Linked DNA regions of Drosophila melanogaster: region 2 is linked to region 1. A link is a contact called in public Hi-C data. All regions are on one chromosome and are shown on one strand. The core of a region is the stretch at or near the end of the contact, and the rest is flanking DNA. Distances in the headings are between cores, read along the strand shown.

Evidence for each region. Hi-C and Micro-C count contacts between places; a contact is called where the count stands out from the background.
Region 2: a contact with region 1 is called in a Hi-C map of the Kc167 cell line, with 5 times the contacts expected there. A contact is called at or near these places in 7 of 107 Hi-C or Micro-C datasets (the D17-c3 cell line, the Kc167 cell line, the Ras3 cell line and 3 more) and 2 of 7 datasets of targeted methods (both in the Kc167 cell line).

What each region holds. Positions count from the first base shown.
Region 1 is chr3R:30,105,671-30,112,672 of dm6, forward strand. lncRNA:CR46112 (long non-coding RNA:CR46112) reads left to right here and starts at 1,327. Exons shown (of 1, transcript NR_133483.1): 1 at 1,327-1,862. sima (similar) reads left to right here. Exons shown (of 12, transcript NM_079845.4): 9 at 3,625-4,112; 10 at 4,180-4,948; 11 at 6,012-6,682.
Region 2 is chr3R:30,272,452-30,279,817 of dm6, forward strand. heca (headcase) reads left to right here and starts at 5,481. Exons shown (of 6, transcript NM_001276174.1): 1 at 5,481-7,366. The coding sequence starts at 6,493. It overlaps lncRNA:CR46113 (long non-coding RNA:CR46113), which reads right to left and starts at 1,104. Exons shown (of 1, transcript NR_133485.1): 1 at 311-1,104.

The sequences.
Region 1 (7,002 bases), core at 77-2,576:
TGTTCTTAAAATAGCAGGCTACAAACCGTTCTCGATCGTAAACACATTTCTATAATATTTCCCACTAGAAATCATATGATTAAATTATTCAGAAAAAACGTCACCGATTGTTTTGCCCACTCTTTTCATTTCTCTATTCGAATATTTGTGTATTTCGAATGTTTTTTTGTGCCCATCGAGTGAATTTTTCCACTCTTTTATTTTCTTTTTTTTTTTTTTTTTTCGCTGGCAGCTTCTGCCGCCTGGTGACAAAAAACAGAAATATGAATATTAACTTGAGCCAATTAATATGCTAAGCGATGTGCCTGTCATCGGGGGGAAGGCGGGGGTCCTCTAAAAAAGAGTGAAAACCAGGGGCAGTGGAGAGCTGAATTTTTGGCGCGTGTGCCAAGGTCCGTCGATGGATCAAGCGCTGCTGTGTCGCATGTTGTGTTGCCTGGGTAGCCCGAGTTCCCCTTTCCAGATCCATTGGCCCCCCGAAATGTTGGGTGTATATTCGACACTTTCAAGTGGACCTGCAGCCTCTAATCGCGCTCGCTTTCGTTTGTGTTGACATTTTGCTGGGCCTGCAGACTCGGATGTAGTCTACTTTGCTTTACTTTCTTCTAACGCGTCGGCTATATTTATTTTTGTTTCGTGGAACGTAAATAAACAGGGGAAATGCCTCGAATCAGATTGCCTTAAGGGGATCATGATGATGAGTAGCCGGTGTTTTTATGTAATTTTTGTCACCGCGTTTGTTTGGTTGTTTGGTATTTTTCCAAACACCTCAAATATTCCGTTCGTCAGTCTAATCAGTTGTAACACTCGATCGCCTCGATTGCCGGTCGTCAGATACTTGCGTTTTCAAGGCACAGATAATCGGGAGGGAATTCTTCTCGCTGCCCAAACAAAAGTAACTCGTTGCCAAACAAAAACAAAGTGCCTGGCCAGTGTAATTACCTTATGCTCTTATCCACTCCCAATCTACAAAAGCAAATATTTGTAACGATAGCACACGGCTGGGAGCACCACCTTGGCCATAAATATCAATTGGCCGATACAGGCCAGTTATGCTATGCGAGTAGGAGGAGGAGGCGGTTGGAAATTGGGGCTTGGGATCGAAGGGGAATATGGACAACGCACTTCTATCGTGATTAGCACGCGTGATAAGCGCGCCCATCACGACCAGAAGCACAAATGGGGAATAAAAATAACAGACGGTCGAATGGTTGGATTGGATTCTCTGCTGCTAATCACCCGGGTTCAAGTTCACAGCTGATATGATGTGTCCGAGCCTGATTTCAGGTCTGTGGCGGCTGCTGTGTAAGCTGTCAGTATTTTCGGGCTCTTACATAAAGCTACAATAAATAGCCGAAGCTCAAGCTTTCCAGCATCACATCACGCCCTGCCTGTCCCCATTTGGTGGTGGCTCTCTTCTGATCTCTGCGGGTTAGTTCTTAAGTGCCCGTGTCCGTTGTTTACATATTCCGATTTTGATTTGGAACTACGTCACGTCACGAGTCGCCGTCTTCAATTGCAGATGATGACATAAATTTATTTAAATTGAAGACGTTTTGCTCCCGGCCTCTGGGTTCTGTGTTCTGGGTTCTCTCCAATTGTCCCGAAGATTCCTCGCAGTCACGCGTTGAGCATACACCGACGGTATGAATTTTTTGTGAGTGCTAATGCGGCAACCTGTTCCCTCGAAAACCTTCGAATACAGCACACACGCCTCAAGTGCACCGAATGTGGCTCAAGTGCAGAGATGCCTTTCACAAGTTTCTCACGACCGACCTCTCATCGGTTGCACATAAAGAAATGCTGTGTTCTTTGAATGACTGATCAAAAAGGCGATTAAAAGACTTTAAATAACATAAATTAATCTCCGACAAATGAGTTTATATATCTTTTAAGCAAAATGCCTTTCAATAGATTCCTTTCGACAGTTGTACGCAGTCCTTGGCCAAGAAACAGTCGCAGCTGCTCCGTCCTCTTTAGCCTTGCGTGTAGGCGCAGTTAGCCAGATAGCCGCTAAATGCCATTCCCGGCCTTGCACCTTCACGAAAAACAACACATTCGATTAGCTGTAATATATAGAAGCACTTTGCAAATATCTCATAAAATGCACTCCTCGATTCCGATAAAGATACAGATAGACATAGACCCCCGATGGGCTGTGTTTTCGGTTCTGTTCAGTTCTGTGTGTGCCGTATTATCGTGCGCCATAATTTCTGTTGTTTTTTCCGCAAAAAGCTTTGCCAACGTTGAGTAGCACTCGAGTGCCATAATTACAAGTCACACTGCCGGGTTGGGGGCTCCATAAAGAAGGGGCTGGGGCATGCGGGGCGTCAGACCTTTGGGCCTGCATTGTTAATTAATTTGTTTGTGTCGAATGCAACGACCGCAAGAGCAAGCAGATGCCAGCTACAAGCTGTGCAAATCCCTAACACACCGCTAATCAGATCTTTATTGCCGCTTTCCTAAAAATGGCATTGGAATATGTTCTGCACGTAGAGAAAATGATGCATAGACTAGATTTTTAGAGGGACCATATCGCTGTGTCGTGCAATAGATAACATGGTGTGACCATGCATTCAAATATCAACCATAAATTAGGTTGTTTTACTAGAAGTTTTGAGTAACGGAACTATATTTAAAAAGCATTATTTCTCTGCATGTGAAATGCATTGACTAAGCCGCTTGTGGGCTGGTGAGGAGGCGCGAGCCCATTCCAGGCAATCTGCTTACTATATTCTGGCTTATATGGCTGCCTGGTGGCAGTTGCCGCAGTTGGGATTTATCCGTATTATATATGGCTCTTTGATAGAAGTAAGCGGCTGAGCCAAAGGCAAACAATGCACTCGCACTTATATTCACGAACTTGGGCTTGCATTTGAAATTCTATTTGGCCTGCGGTCTCTCCGTCGTTTTAGTTAGTTTTTCATTTCCATTTTGCAACTTAATAGTCGGCACACACAGGCGGTTGGGACCAGTTTTATTAGCATACCGTCTAGTATAGCAAACCCCATGACGGGCATATGGGATAGGGATGGGGCTGGTGATCGTGATCGGGATGGGTTGATAGCTGAGACACGGCTTAGATGCTTAAGAACCTATAAGTATGAGAGGATCTACGTAGGTGACGCACAGGCCAATCTAGCGGCAAGATCGCCCCTGGTTCAAGACCCCATACTGATAAGGGAACTTGCACCTGATCTGGGGCGATGCACCCGATAGTTACTCAATTCCGTAAAAATAACCTGAAATCCAGCGATCTTATCGTTGTTGAGTTCCTGTTTCAGGAGCGTTTGTTTTCGCACCGCTTCGCTTGCATTTATTCCGCGTACGTCAATAGGCCCGAAATGCTGATTAATGAGTCGTCCGGCCATAAAAATCATGGCTCTGCTTCGATTCCACCGCGAAGGCAATTGGAGCGACTAATTCATGAGGGGAGCGCATTTGCCTTCAATTAGATTCAATTGAGAGCTGTCAATTAGGGGCGACTCTGGCGAGCGATAATTGAAATTTCGGCAGCACACAAGCCACAATTAACAGTAGACCGAAAACCGAATTGAGATGTAGCACCCCAGCGCAAACTAGGTGAAACCGCCACTAACTGAATGCTTTTCTTTTCGATTTTAGTGCTTAAGGAAGAACCTGACGATTTGTCCCACCACCTGGCCTCCACCAATTGCATTCAGCTGGACGAGATGACTCCCTTCAGTGACATGTTGGTTGGCCTCATGGGCACCTGCCTGCTGCCCGAGGATATCAATTCCCTGGACTCGACCACCTGCTCCACGACGGCCAGCGGCCAGCACTACCAGAGCCCCAGCAGCAGCAGCACCTCTGCACCCAGCAATACCAGTAGCAGCAATAATAGCTATGCCAACAGTCCGCTCAGCCCGCTTACACCCAATTCCACGGCAACCGCTAGCAATCCCAGTCATCAGCAGCAACAGCAACATCACAACCAGCAGCAGCAGCAGCAACAACAGCAGCAGCATCATCCCCAGCACCACGACAACAGCAACAGCAGCAGCAACATCGATCCGCTGTTCAACTATCGCGAGGAGTCGAATGACACAAGCTGCTCGCAACATCTGCATTCGCCTAGCATCACATCAAAGGTGAGTTACCTAGACTTTCAAGCATTGATTATCCTTACTGATCGATATGTCCCATCTATTGCAACAGAGTCCCGAGGACAGCAGCCTCCCATCGTTGTGCAGTCCCAATTCACTAACACAGGAGGATGACTTCTCTTTCGAGGCCTTTGCCATGCGTGCGCCCTACATCCCGATCGATGATGATATGCCCCTGCTAACGGAGACGGATCTCATGTGGTGCCCACCAGAGGATCTGCAGACCATGGTGCCCAAGGAGATCGACGCCATACAGCAGCAGTTGCAACAGTTGCAGCAGCAACATCACCAGCAATACGCCGGCAACACTGGCTACCAGCAGCAGCAGCAGCAGCCGCAACTCCAGCAGCAGCATTTCTCCAACTCCCTGTGCTCCTCGCCAGCTTCAACGGTCTCGTCATTGTCGCCATCGCCCGTGCAACAGCATCATCAGCAGCAACAGGCAGCGGTCTTCACCAGCGATTCCAGCGAACTGGCGGCATTGCTGTGCGGATCCGGAAATGGAACACTTTCGATCCTGGCAGGTAGTGGTGTTACGGTTGCGGAGGAGTGCAACGAGCGGCTGCAGCAACATCAGCAGCAGCAACAGCAGACGAGTGGCAACGAGTTCAGGACTTTCCAGCAGCTGCAGCAGGAGTTGCAGTTGCAGGAGGAACAGCAGCAGCGTCAGCAGCAGCAACAACAGCAGCAACAGCAGCAGCAGCAACAGCAGTTACTCAGCCTAAATATCGAGTGCAAAAAAGAGAAATACGATGTGCAAATGGGAGGCAGTTTATGTCATCCCATGGAGGATGCATTTGAGAATGACTACAGCAAGGATTGTAAGTATCTTGGGTGGCAGTTTTGAGCAGACATGAAATGAAGTATTTTATTAAGAAGTGTCAGATTATGTAGAAGAACGGTAGAATGGACTGGCAATTGGGGGGTAATTATGGGGTGAACATTTTACGACAATTTTTGTCTTTTAATAGAATGTGGCATTTGATAGATTTAATAAAGCTGAATAGATTGATTTACGGCCCCTTGGGACCACTCTCTCTCTCATTCGGCTTTGAAAATATTCCACAATTTCGCCTCCTGCATTTGGAGAGGCCTAATTTTATGGCAGTTCCGCGGCTAAAAATACCCGTGGAAACTTGCTTTATTTTTTATGATATGTTGCCAACGCACACGCACGCACTCCAACGCCTACATGTAAAAATAGAGGAGGCAAACATAAAGAAAAATTCAGAATTTCAGTTGCGTGTCGCGGAAGATGTCACTTGTGTTAGTTGTGGGTTGGGTTCATTTTCCGTCTGCGGGAACCGCGGGAGAGCTAATTGATGTGGGTCTGCTCGCCACTCCAGTGGTTTGAATCGATTTGCGTAATATTCACACACTGCTCTCTTACCTTTGACACATGTCACGGTGCGAGGACTGTGTGTGATTGATGCCTAGGAGCTGACGGAATCACATAGCCTTGTCAACTGTATTGACTGCAAGTGCTGGGTCTTATGACAGGGTATATCGGGGTATATTGACAGATGCCTGTAGGCCTCTATGAATTTTCCACTAGCTAATCGTGGCTGATTTATGTCGCACACAGCAGGCGCGAGAAAACGAAACAGACTGGGGATATGGGCTACTTGTTGTATATGTAGAGTTGTAGATACAAAGATACTGAGTCAAAGGCAGAACGACATATATATTGTGTAGAATGTGCCCACTTATTTATGTGCAAAATGTTTGAGACAGCCAAATATTATTGTTTTAAATTAGCACCAATGTCATGGGCAAAGGAATTAATTTTTGGCTGGCATTCGATTCAATAAATTTGGGGATTAGACGGCATATTTCTAATAAAGATTCTTCGCTTCTTATTAACTTGAATTGCTTCTATTTTAGCCGCCAATCTGGACTGCTGGGACCTGATTCAAATGCAGGTGGTGGACACGGAACCCGTGAGTCCCAATGCCGCATCTCCCACTCCCTGCAAGGTGTCTGCCATCCAGTTGCTCCAGCAACAGCAGCAACTGCAGCAGCAGCAGCAGCAGCAGCAGAACATTATCTTGAATGCAGTGCCATTGATTACCATACAGAATAACAAGGAATTGATGCAACAGCAGCAGCAGCAGCAGCAACAGCAACAGCAGGAGCAGCTGCAGCAGCCGGCTATAAAACTGCTGAATGGAGCCAGCATTGCGCCGGTGAACACCAAGGCCACCATCCGCCTGGTGGAGAGCAAGCCGCCCACCACGACGCAGTCTCGAATGGCGAAGGTGAACCTCGTGCCGCAGCAGCAGCAGCATGGAAACAAGCGCCACCTGAACAGCGCGACAGGAGCGGGCAATCCCGTGGAGTCCAAGCGTCTGAAGAGCGGAACCCTCTGCCTGGACGTGCAGTCCCCTCAGCTCCTGCAGCAGCTAATTGGCAAGGATCCTGCCCAGCAGCAAACCCAAGCAGCCAAGCGAGCAGGCAGTGAGCGCTGGCAATTGTCGGCGGAGAGTAAACAGCAGAAGCAGCAACAACAGCAGTCGAACTCGGTACTAAAGAACCTGCTGGTCAGCGGACGCGATGTAAGTGCCGGTTACTGCATTGTGCCCATGCGGCCCAAGAAGCAGCTGGCCAAGGTCTAGAATCCATCGATACGAGACCTTTACCACCCGCCTCTCAATTAGCTAATGGAAGCACCCACAGCCGCCGGCTATGAATAAAACAAAAACCAAGGATTGTTAGGCTAAGCGCATGGACAAGCCCATTTCTACAATTTGTCTTTGTAAATGGATCGATTTTATATTGCTAACTAGAACCTACGACTACCACTGCATCAGCTAAATTGTAAACTGTAAAATGTAACCAACAAGTAACCTCCTCCCGCTGCGAGAGGATGGCGGGC
Region 2 (7,366 bases), core at 4,231-6,730, 170 kb after region 1:
AAAACCGGAAGAACAGGAAAAAGTGGGCGAAATGTCAAAAAGTGGGCAGCACAGATGAGAATAGCGAAAATTCAAAGGGGGGAGGGGCGAATATGAGGCCTGTTCTACTCTTCTGCCCACTCAAGTCTAACTCCGCCGCTTCTTCTGTTTCAAACATCGGAATACACTAAAAATATGCCATAACAATCGTACTTTTCATCATTAAATTCAAACCATCAAAAGGGAATAGGATACAAATTAAAGAATTTTAGTGATGAGTGGAATTTAATCTTCAATAAATCGAAGTCTTCTTCTATAAATACCACCAAATCTCAATAATAATCCTGTTGCTTTCAGTGTAGGAGTTGCAGAAGAAGAAGAGCGAGGGAAGCAATTCGAGAATCTGCTTTCAAGGTCTGTTCTGCAGTGGCAGAATCGCGAGAGAGAGAGGATTGCAGAAGAGAGTGCATAGAAGTTGAATAGCTCGTGGGGAGAGGGACGTGGCGCGGGGTGGGGCACACAAGCACCTTGCACTTGAAAACCGAAGTGCGGGCAGCGCTGCTGCCGTCGACGCCGTCGATGCATTTGTTGTTGTTCTAATGCGCGCGCAACTCTCGCTTCTCTCTCTCTCTTACGCTCCTTCTCATCCACGCTCCTTCGCGGTTGCGGTTGTTGCAACTCCAACTCGAACTGCGGCAGCGACGGCGACTGCGACTACGGCAGCGACTGCGTTTCATTTTCGGCATGTTGCAAATTTCGTTTTCATGCAGCAAATTTCAATTTCATGTTATAAAATCGCTCGATTTGCACTGGTATTAGTGGATCAGCGCGTGTGTGTGTGTGTGTGTGTATTTTTAGCTCTCTGTCAATTTGCCACTTCCTTTTCTTTTTTTTCGCTGCCGGGGTCTGCTTCTTCGCCTCTTCTTCCGCTCTCTTCGCAAATTGATGTTGAAGGTCAGCGTGTTAGCGAAAATTGCATTATATTTGCATGTGTTTCTGTGTTTGGCTTATCAAACTTGGTCACATCGCAATTTCAGGGAGTTTTCGGTCAGTCTGGCAAACAAAAAGTTTGCCAAACTCAAATAAGAAAAACGAGTGGCATGAGATCATCGGTATACAAACGCTCAAACGTGCACAGACATGTGCAAGCCATACAAAATATAATTTTCTAAGGATAAAAACCAAAAGTAAAGCCAAAAAATTACTTTATTTTCAAAGAAACATTGTTAAATTTCAACTTTTTCTTTAAACCGCACTAAGAACTTTGTTTATAATGTGTTTTTAATTTAAAGAGCTGTTTTACAAATAATCGTTAATCTAGATATTTTTAAACTTATTTTTTCCTTAAATTCCTTTCATAATCATGAGAAATGGCGAATTCAAATAGTTTAGGCACTGCGGACGCCATTTGTTAAATTTTTTCATTTTCCTTTTTAGCACTTACTTTTCCGACTTCATTTTCCAGTTTACCTGTTCGTTTTTACCTGGTGAAAACATTTGTTTGGTCTAGAGTGGGCGGAGTCTCTCATTCTACTGACGAATTCAGAGCTGAAATTTATGGAATCTTCTTTGCGGAGCACCCTGTATGTTTATTACCCATACATGTCTGTAGTTGTGTGTACCAGCATAAAAAATAACCCCGAAAATGCTGAACCGAAAAGTGCGTGCGCCTCTTCATCCGCCTCTACTCCTTCCTCTTTTCTGGCTCTTCTCTTTTTACCACCCCCTACCGTTATCCTTGTGGTTGCTGCCACAAAGGACAAATGAAATTTCAGCTCGAATATGCCGTCTCGCTCACTTTCACTTGGCGTCACGGAGAAAGATTCACAAAAGGAGGATTCAGGATAAAGTACAAAGTGGGAGGGAACGTAGAAACCCCCTACTCCCCGAAAATGAACTCGAAAACAAATGGAACTGCCCTTAGGAATGGCACCAAACAAATAAAACATATTTGGTATATATCATTTGACTAAAAGCATTTTTGATATTTATTATATTTGATATGTATATGCCATATATACTCCTTGAAGTGCTTTCATACATTCATGATCATTCCTATAAAGCTAAATTTGATAGTTTAGGACTAACCTTCACTCATTATGTTAAAAATTGATTTAATGAGTATAGAAACGGAACTAATACCTTAAATTAGGCTTCTAAGTATGTATTTGTTACTTTCTTTACCCATAAACTTTATTTCATAGATATCAAGAAAACTCTTGAAATATTTTCCAACTACATACTTTGTATGTAGTTTCCTTGGTTGACATAATGGTTTCAATCCGATTGGAGTGTAGCACATCCGTTCGTTAAGTGGGAATATGTATGTCTATAGGGCGAATGCTGACTTCATTTCGCTTATGTAAGCAGAGCTGCGTGAATCAGACCCACATTGAAGCCCCCAGCCGCCCAAAAGAGGCGCAAAAAGGGACGCAGCCGGAGTTCTGGACCCTTCTGCTGCTTGCCTAACGAATCCACCATCATCTGCATCCGTCGACAAGTGGCAACAAAATGGAGTTTGGGTTATTTTTGGCAACGAAACGAAATTACGACACCCTCCGTCGAGTGAAAAACACGACTCTCTCCGCCGTTTTGTCTCTTTTTATGGCTATATATTTGGCATGTATTATGTTTACCGCTATGTACGAAGTTTGAACGGTTTGAGGTTGAGTCGGGTTGCCATGCCAGTTGAATTTCAAACCCTATTTTGGGTTTCAAAGTTGCTTCCGATTGGATAAACGCGGTAGTATGAGTAATTACAAATAATGCTGCTCTGCCAGAGGAGCGGAGTGATGAAGGAGGGTTTGGATGGATGGAGGAGTACGGGTGGGTGTCGAACACATCTGCCCAAAACACCCTCGGGACTTTTGAAGCGAAGGAACGGCGAAAAACACAAGGAAAGGCCTGCACAAATGGATGGCTATGGCTAAAACGTGGGAGGGAGGAGGTAGGGAATTCGCGTTGGGTTTGCCTATCCATCCGAACGAGTATCTTGCAGATACTCTTACGCCACCGCGAAGTTCCTCCTTCGAAGAAACCGCTTTCACACCCTGGTTAGAAGCCAAACAGGAAGCGAAGAAACACGCAGAAAGTTGCAAAGAACACACACACAGGCATCACTTTAATATTTGAAGTTATGGGACATAAATAAGCAGAAGTTTACCCATTAAAATGGCTTAGAGATCGGAACTTAGAGGCAGTAGCCTAATATAGAAATAATTATGAAATTTCATTTCATTTCATACATAGGTTCATACCTAATTCCTAATTTAAAAACATAACTTAACGACCTGGCAACTCTTTTTTCGGCCCCCAGGGTTGCAGTCCTGCATTGCCATTAATTATGCAAATTAAACTTGATGCGTGTCGCCGAAGAATTATGAGCTCAGCTTTTGCCCGCGGCTTCAGACTCTCTCCTCTTCTCTTCTCCCTTTTCGCTTTGAACACATGCCATCTTCTTCTTCTTATTATTATTATTTTTTCGTTATGCATTGGTCATTAAAATTAGGTCAGAGTCGAAGAGAACACAAAGCGAAATCCTTGAGAATTATAAAGCGGCGATGACAACAACAACAAACTAGTTCGCCCCTCCTTTGTTCTTTTACCCTCTCCACCGACGATCCTTTAGCTAGAACAACAAACAACCTATACATACATAATTACATACATGCATACCTAAATATACTCGTACGTACGATCCTATTACGCAATGGCTGCCGATCTGCCTACCTGACTGACTTAATTATTATATCAGAACCCTCTGGTTCTCTCCCTCCTGCTCGCTCTTCTTCTACCCGGCAGGTCAAAATCGAGAGAAAAAAATGGAAACTGCGCAGTTTGACTCGAAAATAAGTGGAATTGGACCTTGACTTTGCACCGCAGTTACCAAAAGAATAGAACCCCGGATCCTGAGATCCTGAGTCCTATAAGAAAACCCCATCTGGTTGCGAGATCCCTTCCCTTTACCACTTTTCGTTCTACACGTGCCTGTTTTTTGCCATTTCTACCGCTTCTTCTTATTCGTTTTCGCATACTTTTTTTTTTTGCAACACAGCGGGAATTTTTATATGTGTGTATGTACATATATACACAAAGGCGAGGATACAATAAAAAGGCTCTACGTTTGAAAGCTTATTTGGGTTTTGGTGGCAACTTTAATACCCTACAGTCAAAACACAAATAAGTAGTCATAATACAAAAGTTACCTGCGATATTCGTAATCTTAGGACTAATATCAACAATTTAACTATTACAATTATTCATACATATGTACATACTTGTTTCAATTGAAAGCAGTAATAGGTCTGCGTATTCAAGTTTTAATTGGTTGTTTTAATTCAAGGTAGGGTATCTTCAACTCTTTTTCGTTCAATGTTTTAATTCTCTTCCTTTTTGTCTCTGCCACTTTTATTGCCAGCACTCGCATGCATTCATTGTATTTGTATTTTTGTGCAAATGTGCTTGCGAATATATAGGGGATTATATAGATACGTTTGTATGTAAATATATAACAGCAATCGAAGCGTGCGACAGAGAACGGCAGTTCCGACAGAGGGAGATGGAGACATCGAACGGCATTTCCACTTCCACTGGAATTAAAAGATTAGCCACGGAAAGCAAAAGTGCGCTGCAAGTTCGAGTTCCAGCGACTCGGCAACCCTGTTTTCATGTTGTTTACTTTGCCGGTTTCTGGCACAAACACATATGCACGCTCCATGCATGTGGAACAGAGCCAACGCGCTCGACGTTCGCATGGCAACTGCAGTCGAACATGTTGGAGGGGAAACGACCGGCTTCGAACTTGATTCGAACCAGCTTCGAGCCGCAACGAAAGTGAATTTTGGCGAATCATCGAGAGCTCCTAATTGTAAATGAAATGGATGTAAAATCTAAAAATTCTAATAAATAATTAAATTTAGATTATTTAATAATAATCGAATTCATTTAATTTTGGAACCAAAACATAGGGAGAAATATATATTCCTTTTTGGCTATAAAGTTAGAAACATGTTATTATTATTCTTATTAGTTTAAAGAAAATACGGCTTGATAGAAACATTTTCTATGGAAATGAAGCTTATTAACAAAAGTCTAAACTCCTACATATATTTTTAAGACATTTAATCTAATCAAGTATGTAACTGCTATCAAAAGTTCCGTTGTAAAGTGGGAAAATGTACCAAATTCTGGCCTACAGTGGAAAATTCTAGTGAATTAGACACTTTTTTTGTAGCCCCTTCCGCAATTTTCCCCCACCATTTCTCATTTTAGCGCCAAAAATCTGTTCAGTTTTCCACCGAATGAAAAGCGAGCGGTTGGCGGCGGTGGTGGAAAGTGAAAACCAGCCAACCACCACCCACCAACCCCGAAAAACGGAATGAAGAAGTGCGGAAAATCGGAGTGGAGGAAAACTCCAACTTCGCTGCCAATGCCAAGCAGCGACGCCGGCAGCGATGTTCGACGCGCGATGTTCGAACGCGGCGAGCAAGCACAGACCAAAAACAGTTTGAATTTCGCTTTCGATCTGGTTGGTTGTGTTTTTTGGCTTCTCTCTGCGTGCGCCGCTCGTGGTGGGAAAAAACGGAAAACAGGAGAACTAGCAAAACCGAATAAATCGAAGAGGAACACTCCAGTTTACAATTGTCCTGCGACTAAAAACCAATCGGAAATTTACACTATCCTCTAATCCTTTTTGTTTGCCGGCAAAAAAATAAGAGGCGCAAAGAAATAAACGCAGAAAGCGAAGCAAAATGTGAAAAATTGCCGAACATGGCGCCGCGTGTGTGAATGAGAGCGAACGATCGTGTGAGAGGGAGATAGGGACGAAGCGAAGATAAACAATAAAAAAAAAACAATTTTTGATACTTAAAGTTCTACAACAACAATAAACTCAGCTCAGGTACAACAACAAAACAGAAAATTACGCAAAACACAACAGACTGCATTGACGGGAATTTTTCGAAGTATTTTTGATACACACAGCAAGGAGGTGTACAATTTTTAAAGCAATAAGTGAAAGCAATTACCCATCAAGTTAAAAATAATACCAATCTCGGTAGAAACCCACTCGGAAAATCCAACTGAAAACAATTGAAAAAGGCAACCGAAAAGTTAAAACCTAAACAGACTAAATCGCTAAAATAACAAGCATTTACTATACACAAAAAAATTAAATTCCGTATAAAATCAGACTTTTGTCTGCAAAATTTCTAAAAATTTACAAAAACCCACTAAAATTCACGAAAACTCACTGGATCTGCCAAAACCATCAGTTGAAATATATTCTGGAATCGGTTCAAAAATAAATAAATATATGCCAGCAGCATTTATATAGACCGCAAATCGCACCATAAAATCGCGAAAAAATCAACAAGCAATATTTTGAAATTCATAATCGTTGGCAAAATGCTGATTCGAAATAGAGATTGAGGATTCTCGAGGACAGCCAACCCAGCCAACCAACCAAGTTTTTCGCCGCAACGAGTGCATATTAAGAGGAAAAAACACAAATTTATGGCTCCGCGTCGCAACAGCAACATCAGCAGCAGCGGCAACAGCACCCAGCAGCAGCACCAGCAACAGTTGCAGCAGCAGCACCAGACGCAGCAGCATCAACTGCTGCAGTTCTACGCGGAGAACGTGAATTCTTCAGGCGTCCTAATGGCGCCCATGCAGGGAACCGGTGGCGTTGGCGGCGTTGGCGGCGGGGGCATGGTCCACTGCTGCCTGCCCAGCGGAGACTGTCGCAAACTGGACACCCTGATACACCTGAACGAGCTCTCCCTGGCGGACTGCATCCGTGTGCTGTGCAACAACGAGAACTGCAGCGCAGGCCAGTACATGCATCGCGAGTGCTTCGAGTGGTGGGAGGCGAGCGTGCTGCAGGCACTGAAGGCCAACGGTCGTGCTCGATCCTGGTCGGAGCGGCAGCGTCTGCAGCACCTGTGGACCAAGAAGGGCTACGAGCTGGTCCAGAAGGCCTGCAGCTGCAAGTGCGGCAGGGGACAATTGCGCAAGGACCTCGACTGGGTGCCGCCGAGCAGCCAGGGCGTCATATACCTCAACGGGTCTGGCAACCGGCCCACTCTGGCCAATGGCAGCCTCAGCGAGGACGACGACAAGAAGAAGGCCAAGAAGAAGAGGAACCGCAACAACAACAACAACAACGGCGGCGGCGGTGGTGGTGGTGCTGGTGTCAATGGCAACACCAAAACCCCCTTGAGCAACAACAACGGCAACAGCTACGCCGGACTCACGCCCAATCCCAATGTGGGCGTCATAGGGTCGGGTTTGCCCCACAACAACGGCAACACCGCCAGCAATGGCAGCAGTGGCAACAACGGCTCCTCCGGCGTTCTGCAGACCAGTGCGCTGGCCACTTTCAGCA